2 separate regions of the Rattus norvegicus genome follow, and region 1 is linked to region 2. The links are chromatin contacts, called in public Hi-C maps. All regions are on one chromosome and are shown on one strand. The core of a region is the stretch at or near the end of the contact, and the rest is flanking DNA. Distances in the headings are between cores, read along the strand shown. Region 1 holds the start of Mfap4 (microfibril associated protein 4). Region 2 overlaps Rnf112 (ring finger protein 112).

Region 1 (3,611 bases), core at 1,098-3,597, 47 kb after region 2:
ATCATGGGGCGGCCATCTCTGCCTTCCATAGACGAGGGTGAGAGCTGTGTTGTCTACAACCCACTCATCTGAGAACAATCATGATGTTTATGACGATGACGAGATAATCTGGGCTAAATAATTACTACAGTCCACCAGACAGTATTTGTGGGAGGCCACTGGTTCAGCCGCAGCTCCTGCACCGGCTCTGACTTCGGCTAACTGCAGGTGGCTCTGAAACCAATTACCCAACTAAGCTGTAACCAATTAAGCGGTCTCTGCACACACGTTTCCTCTAAGTGTTGTCAGATCCTATTATCACTGGGAGTTGTCTGAGTTCGCCTTGGACTGCCCAACCCACAAATCGCTCTTGCTTTGTCCTGTTTTGTTTAAAACTGCTCAAATCAATTCGCATTGAGTTTAATTAGGTTAAGATGTCTCCTTTGGACAAGTAGGTGTGGGCACTGTTCCTGGTCCGCGTTATGTGGTACTGAGCCCTTACCGCACCTCCAAGGAGTAGCATCCTCATTGCACAGCGGAAGAAACTGAGGCACGGAGGAATCTGCCCAAGTTATTCCAAGACAGTGGGACGTGTGTTTCAACACTGGCTGCTAACTCTGGAACCCCCAAGACTCAACACAACTACCAAGAGCAACCGTACTCCATGCCAAGGAGGCCCCGTGGGGGCTCTTCCTGGGTCTTTTCTCTTTTCCAGGGTTAGAGACAGGATCTAAGCTCTCTCTTTGCTCTGGATATCTCGCATGTTCACCTGTCACATCTCTGTCCCTTCAGGGCATTGTGGTTCATTATCCAAAACACGTTGGTCACTCCAGAAGCTGATTCCGCATCCCCAGCAGCAAACATATTGGATAGCACATAGCTGTCCTTGATGAATATGTAAGCTTTATGACAGGTACTGAGGGTGCAGAAGCGGGAGGCAGTGAGCACTGCCCACTAGCATCCTAGACAAAAGGAAAGGCCAGTGGGCACCATGAGGAACAGACCAGGCAAAGGCCCAGGGACCTGCTGGCCAGAAGTCTGGGTATCTAGACAAAGTGTAGGAGTCAGGCAGTAAGGACCACGCTCTTGAAGGGAGGCTGAGCCAGACTGGTAACTCCTTTCCAGTCCCTGGGGAAAATGTTGGCGTCAGTGTTGAGAGAATGGAGAGTCACCGGAGGCTTAAACAGGGGGACACAGACCAGGCACCTAGGACACTCTCCCTGCACACAGACCAGGCACCTAGGACACTCCTCCTGCACACAGACCAGGCACCTAGGACACTCCTCCTGCACACAGACCAGGCACCTAGGACACTCTTCCAGCACACAGACCAGGCACCTAGGACACTCTCCCTGCACACAGACCAGGCACCTAGGACACTCCTCCTGCACACAGACCAGGCACCTAGGACACTCTTCCAGCACACAGACCAGGCACCTAGGACACTCTCCCTGCACACAGACCAGGCACTAGGACACTCCTCCTGCACACAGAGGTTGGAAGGAGCAGAGAACAAAAGCAGACGAGGCTGGGAGGCAAGGAAGGCAGGAGGAACGCAGAAACCAGGCTTGAGGCAGACAAAGAAAGCCGCAGTGGGCTCAGTCTGGACCGAGGAGAAAGGGCTTGAGAGACTCAGCCGGGAGAGCAGATGGGCTTGGAAGGGAGGAGGGGCAGAGTGAGGAGAAACAAAAGCACCCCAGATGGGCCAGGGAACTGTAGGAGGAGAAAGGGTGGGGGCATGGACACCCGGCAGGGGAGGGGGCCAGGAAGGAGTTGGGAGAGGACCCTGGCTCCAGTTGAGGCAGACAGAACTGCTGGCCGCCTGCAGCTTTGTGCTCATGGCTCAGAAATGTCCCAAGCTTGCCAGGAGACATCGGGCCCCTGCTGGCTCTGTCTCCTACCAGGCCAGGCAGCTCCCACATCAGGAGCTTTGGGGCTGCCTCCCCTAGCCTTCCCATTCCCAAGTGGAGACCCCTATCTCAGTTCCAGGGACGCCTCTATCCCTCCCATCCCCAAATAGCTGATGGAACAGACTAGTTGGGAGTGGGGGACACGCAGACATCTGCAGAGGGCCTGTCAGGAAGCAGGGGGGTGGGCAGAGGCCAGCTGGGGTTGCCAAAGGGCCCAGAAGGCAGAGTGGGGTTCAGGGAGCAGTTGCAGTCGGTAAGGAGTTAATGTCTGGTCCTCAGTGCTTCCCTGACAGGCCTAATGAGGCCCAGGTGGTCCTCTGGCCCCTGACAATGTAAGCTGATGCTGGGGGCTGGTTGTTGGGGTGGGGGTGGGGGGCATTTTGCAGTTCCAGGGGCGGAGCTGGGTCTGTGGGCTCAGACCCAACACATAACTGTGGGCGGCTGCAGTCTGGGGCCCCAGACAGCCAGCCTCTCTCAACTGAGCTAACAGCATGAAGGTACTGGCCTGGAGGATCAAGACTATTTGTGGAGACAGGCCACTAGCCAGATAGGGAACAGAGAAGCATCATGGGGTTCTCTTGAAACTTAAGTTCTGGGGATATTGGGCCTTCCTCGGAAAATAGAGGGGGGGGGGGCAGAGGGCAGCTTTCAGGCCGGGAGAGCCCTGGGAGGTGTCTGGCCCGTGTTGGAGTCTACACTCATCCCATTTCTCATCACCAGACCCTCTCAGGCCTGCCACTGCTGCTGCTGCTGCTCTCCACGCCTCCTCCCTGCGCCCCACAAGCCTCCGGGATCCGGGGAGATGGTAAGCGGCCCCCATTCACAGACATGGCCTGGTCAGCAGGCTGGATGAGGCCATTCTAAGTCAGGCTCTGCGGGACTGTTCCTCCTCTACAAAGTGGCGGGTTTCACCCTAGAGAAATCTCCAAACTTCTCATGACAGGGTCGCCTAGGCCCTGAGCAAAAGTGGGATATGGAGGTGTCTGTATGCCTTAGTCTTTCTCCTCACGGTCCCCACACTGCCACTTGCAGCTCTGGAGAAGTCCTGCCTTCAGCAACCCCTGGACTGTGATGATATCTACATGCAGGGCTATCAGGAAGATGGGGTGTACCTCATCTACCCCTATGGCCCCAGTGTGCCGGTCCCTGTCTTCTGTGACATGACAACCGAGGGTGGCAAGTGGACGGTGAGTAGGTAAAGGGGCCTCAGGCCAGATGGGGTTCAGGCAGATGCACGATTCTGGGTGTCATCTCTGTGAAGTGGGCTTCTCATCTTTATGGGGACTGGCTCCAGGGCTGCTAACACTTGTGTGCCCGAGAAGGTGCCTGCTGTCCTTAGTGGTAGGTAGGTGCCTTTTCTAAATGAGGAACTTCGAGCCCAGATAAGTAGCATTGTTAGCCTTGGGCCACACAGTACCAGAACTTGCAGCCAAGTATTCTAGATCCTCCTGCTGTTTTTATCACGTGGTGCTGGGACGGAATCCAGGGCCTCTAGGCTAGGTGGGTGCTTTGCCACTAAGCTATTTCTACAGGCCTTGACTCCCCCTTAATCTTTTCCCCTTCCTGTCTCTCAGTGGACAAAAGGCCTGGTAGGTACCCCATTTTTAGCAGCAGATGTTCAATGAGATGCCTGGGGGCAGTGTGTGTTCTGTTTTGGCAGCTCCCTAATACCCACTAAAGTCCCTTATAAACTAGCTCAGAGCCACCTGAGGGTGACCCCCG
Region 2 (4,025 bases), core at 791-3,290:
GGGGCAACGAAAAAAAAAAAAGCCAGCAAGAGACGGTATTCTCTTTTCTTGCTTCCTGGCTGGCCAGGAAGTGAACGACTTTCATCCACCTCAGCTCCTCTCCCCATGGGCTCAGCCCAGCACAGAGGACCAAGGGACCATGAGCCAATGTCCTCTGAAGCCATGAGCAAAGCCAGTCTCTCCCTTTCCGCTGTCTGTCGGGTCCTGGCCACAGAAACAACAGAGCAACACAGGTGGGATCTCTTTTTGCCTCTGTGACGTCGTTCTCCGATTGCACAGGATCAACCCTGTGTATTGAATGTGATTGATTAAGAGAACCACCTTCTTTGTTTTCCGTATTGCTGGAGAGAATATTCTGCTTGGCAAGAGACTTCTTTTTTTTTTTTAAAAAACCTTCTTCCTCAACCATATGGGTTCTAGATTCCCAGTATTCAGACGTGGGCGGCGAGCGAGTGGTTTGTCATCACATGAGCCCAGCTGTGTGTTCCCTTACTGCTCAACACCCAACCGGTGTTTGTCAGTGTTGCTTATGGCACCACCCCATTTCAAAGAACACAGGTCTGTTGGTAGGTTAGGGAGGTGATGCCACAGGAACAAGTCAGCTTGGTGTCTCATCCATTCAGTGCAGTCAGAGCTTCTTCTGGCTCGTGATGTGGCTTCCTGCAGGTCAGTGGAGTGGGACTCTTGCCCGTGTCATTAATGTAGGGGCTTCAGGTTGCTGCCTCTTTGTGCCTTGTGCACTTGGCATCTTCAACACTAGGGAGACTCAGAATTGGGAGCTGCAAGGTACGGCAGCAATCTCTCCCCCAGACACTGAACCCTGGAGGCCTGCGTTAATGTCTGGTAGATCACAGAACCAATGTCGAAAGCCCAGGACTAGTTTGGGGTATTGTTTAAAGGTATCTTGGAGCTCATAAATGGGACACTTGGCCCTCATCAGACCTTTAAGAGACGGGGCCTAGATCAGGTCACTAGGGATACAACCCTCAGTAGGAGTTAATGTAGTTCATATGAAACCCTCTCTCTGGCTTCCTGCCTGGCCACGTGAGGGCTGCCTCTTATACACCCTCCTCCCCATCTATGCCAAGCACCACAAAGTCTTTAACAGAGCCACACTGATAGCAGCACATGTCCTTGGACCTTCAGAACTGCGAGTTCAAGAAACTTCTCTTGATAACATGCAGGGCCTCGAGGATTTTACTGTGAGAATGAAAACTGGAATCACATACTCAAAACCCACCTAGAGTCAGAAGGTTGTCTGGGGGGGGGGGGGTCTGGAGAGACCCGGCTCTGCCCAGCAAGGGATTCTGACATCAGAAACCCTGAGTTCAAGTCCCAGTTTGTCTGTCACTGGTAGTATCGGCAACACAGAAACACACCATTTCCCTGAGCTCCTACGTCCTCCTCTATACAAAGGTATACTGCTGATGGCTTCCGGGCTTAAGGAGGAGCTACTTGGGAACCTGGTTTTGAAAGATACAAGGCCCAAGACAAATACCATGGAATATCCTTCCCCCTCCCCTGCCCCCGCAAAAGGCTCTCTAACTGAGCCAATTTCTCCCATCTGTTCAGTGAGCACAAAGCTGACCTTGGAGTTTCCTCCAAGTTCTTGTGGGAGGGGGATCCTAAGCTGCACAGCACCGCCCTCTGAGTCCTCGAAGGGCCTTATGTCCTACGCTTGCCAGCCCCGATGTCTGGGAGACTTTGCAACTCATGTGTCTTCCAGATGACAGTGGAAGGGATCTGTGATACGCCCAGAAAGCCTAGCTCCACAAACACCACACACCATCTAGACCCTGTCCCCATGCATGGCCTAGTTTCCAAAAGGAGTCTCCCTCATTTGCCCTTGCCCTACCCAGCCTCCTCCCCAGCTCCGGGATGTTCCTATGTATCTGTCCATCAGTCCCAGGCCGTATTCTCTACCACGCCTCACAATTTCCCTGAGCTGGACGTGCAAGCAGCAGCCTCCAGAAAGGAACATCTTGATTTCAGCAGAGCCCTCAACAGCACATTTTTCAGAGTCTGACTGTGCAGTGCCTGTGCCAGATTCTCTGCATCTCCCTGGGGCAGCTGGTCAGTCTTACTTGAGACTCTGTCTTGGGTCTGCCTCTGTGCAATGCAGAATTTAGACAGAGTGAGCATGCTGTAACTCTGGAGGCGGGAGGAAGACTCCAGTGTCCACTGCCTAGACCTGCACAATGGATCCCGGCTTCTCCCTTTTCCAGGATCTGACCAAAGTCTTCCTGTTCATGTCTCCTTCTGTCTTCTGCTGGAACAGAAGTCAGCTCCCTACTGACTGACAGGGTCATCAGAATCAGCTTCTCCAGGGACCGACAAGAGGATCCAAAGCTCCAGCAGACAAGCCTGCAAAAGTGGCTGTGTACTTGGCTCTTGGCCAAGGCCTCCTACTGCCAAGACAGAGCAAGGTACTCTTCAGATCACTTCGAATTTCAATGTCCCTGTCCCCACATCCCGGTAATGGAACCCCTTGTCACCTCCCCACTACCCCAAATTCCTTGGGAGGCCAAAGTCTTATTTCAGTAATGTACTGAGAAGTTGCCATTCACACACACACATTTTATTTTTATATAAAATAAAGGGTCATATGCCCAACATCCTTTATAGTTTAATAGCCCAGAAGTCTCTTTAGAAATCTCCATTCCCCGAAAGAGGCTCCCTGTTCGCAAGCTCTCTGGGGGTTTGTCGTTCAGAGGGCTGCATCCAAGGGGTCTTACAGTGTGGCACAGAGGCCCCGCAGCTCAAGGGGAAGGATGTATTTAAGACGGAGCCCATGTCCTGCACTTCCCTTTACCACACTTTGGCAGAGCCTGGCAGGGCCTGCTTTAGCACAGAATGCAATCAGAGGTGTGGTTCTTTGGCATGTAATCTGTGTTGATCCATCCAAATGGGCTTGGCACAGGGCACAGGCTTAGGAGGACTGCAGGAGGCTGGGGTACAGGGCGGTTCAGGACACACATCTGGACACCCAACTGAAGAGCAGGGAGGCCAGCCAAGTCTGGCCTTCCGGAACAGTTTTGGGAACAAGTGGCCACTCTAGAGTTATAGCTCTATCATTCCCATCCCTTTGTCTTCCCTGTTAGGGGCCCCCAGCTCCAAAGCGAGTTATGCTGGGACCTATCCCAACTGTAAAACGGATGGGGTTCGGGATCCAGGGCCAAACTTCCAGGCTGAGACCCACCAGGGAAATAAACTGGAGCCGGGTAGGGGAGGTGGAGCCTTATGTGGTGGGAGATCCTAGGTTCCAGTGAATAGCAATTAGCCATAGTCAGAAACAGGCCTTACACCCTATCTGCTGCACTCCAAGCACAGCCTCATGGCCAGAGGCCTCCTCAGGGTTCGGGACCGACCTTAAAACCCCAGCTCAGCCAATGTTTGGCATGGGGCATTCGCCCAGTATATACGTGGTCTTGTCTGAGTCCCTGGCATGTCCACACCCTTCCTCCTGCCTTCCACATATTTCCCGCTTCGACATCTCCTAGCTGTTATTCTTCCTGGAGTAGGGGCTCTCGGTCTCCTCCTTGAACTCTCTCATCTTCCTCTTTCTCCATGCAGCCCACCGTCGCGGCCAGCCCAGCACCCACACCACCCCCAACTACAGCAGCCCCAGTGGCACCCACCGCTGCCCCGGCTGCCACCATCCCAGCTTCTGCAGCCAACGCTGCTGCCGCCATACCGGCGCCCACCACACCCCCTGCCAGGCCCATGAGTCCAGCACCTACAGCGCCCCCTACCGCGGCCAGGTGGCCACAGAAGCGCATTGTGTAGGAGTCCATGAAGGCCTTGGCTTCTGCCTGCAGCTCGGCTTCCAGGGCCTCCAAGGTCTGCTCTCTCTCCTTGCACAACAGGGCCACACCATGGCGGGCCAAGATAGCATCCTTCTGGGTAGAGAGGAGGTTCCTCATAGTGTCGGGCAGTACTCGTAGTGCAGAGAAGATGCGCTTGGTGGCTATGTCCTGGGGCAGCGGTAAGGAAAAGGGGGGTCCAACTGGGTCCTCAGGCATCCT

Evidence for each region. A called contact is a pair of places that touch in the nucleus more often than the background predicts.
Region 1: a Hi-C map of psoas muscle shows a contact between it and region 2, with 1.8 times the contacts expected there. The contact joins the promoter of Mfap4 here to the enhancer-like site in region 2. A contact is called at or near these places in 2 of 12 Hi-C or Micro-C datasets (prefrontal cortex and psoas muscle) and 1 of 1 datasets of contacts at active chromatin or transcription factors (oligodendrocytes).

What each region holds. Positions count from the first base shown.
Region 1 is chr10:46,664,306-46,667,916 of GRCr8, forward strand. Mfap4 (microfibril associated protein 4) reads left to right here and starts at 2,348. Exons shown (of 6, transcript NM_001034124.2): 1 at 2,348-2,386; 2 at 2,610-2,694; 3 at 2,922-3,076. The coding sequence starts at 2,381.
Region 2 is chr10:46,618,046-46,622,070 of GRCr8, forward strand. It overlaps Rnf112 (ring finger protein 112), which reads right to left. Exons shown (of 14, transcript NM_138613.2): 14 at 2,557-3,974. The coding sequence ends at 3,504. Among named protein-coding and RNA genes, the nearest start is that of Rnf112, 6.1 kb to the right of the region's middle. Within about 2 kb of position 2,041, at least 24 of the 93 cell types and tissues checked have an H3K27ac peak or open chromatin away from gene starts, as enhancers often do.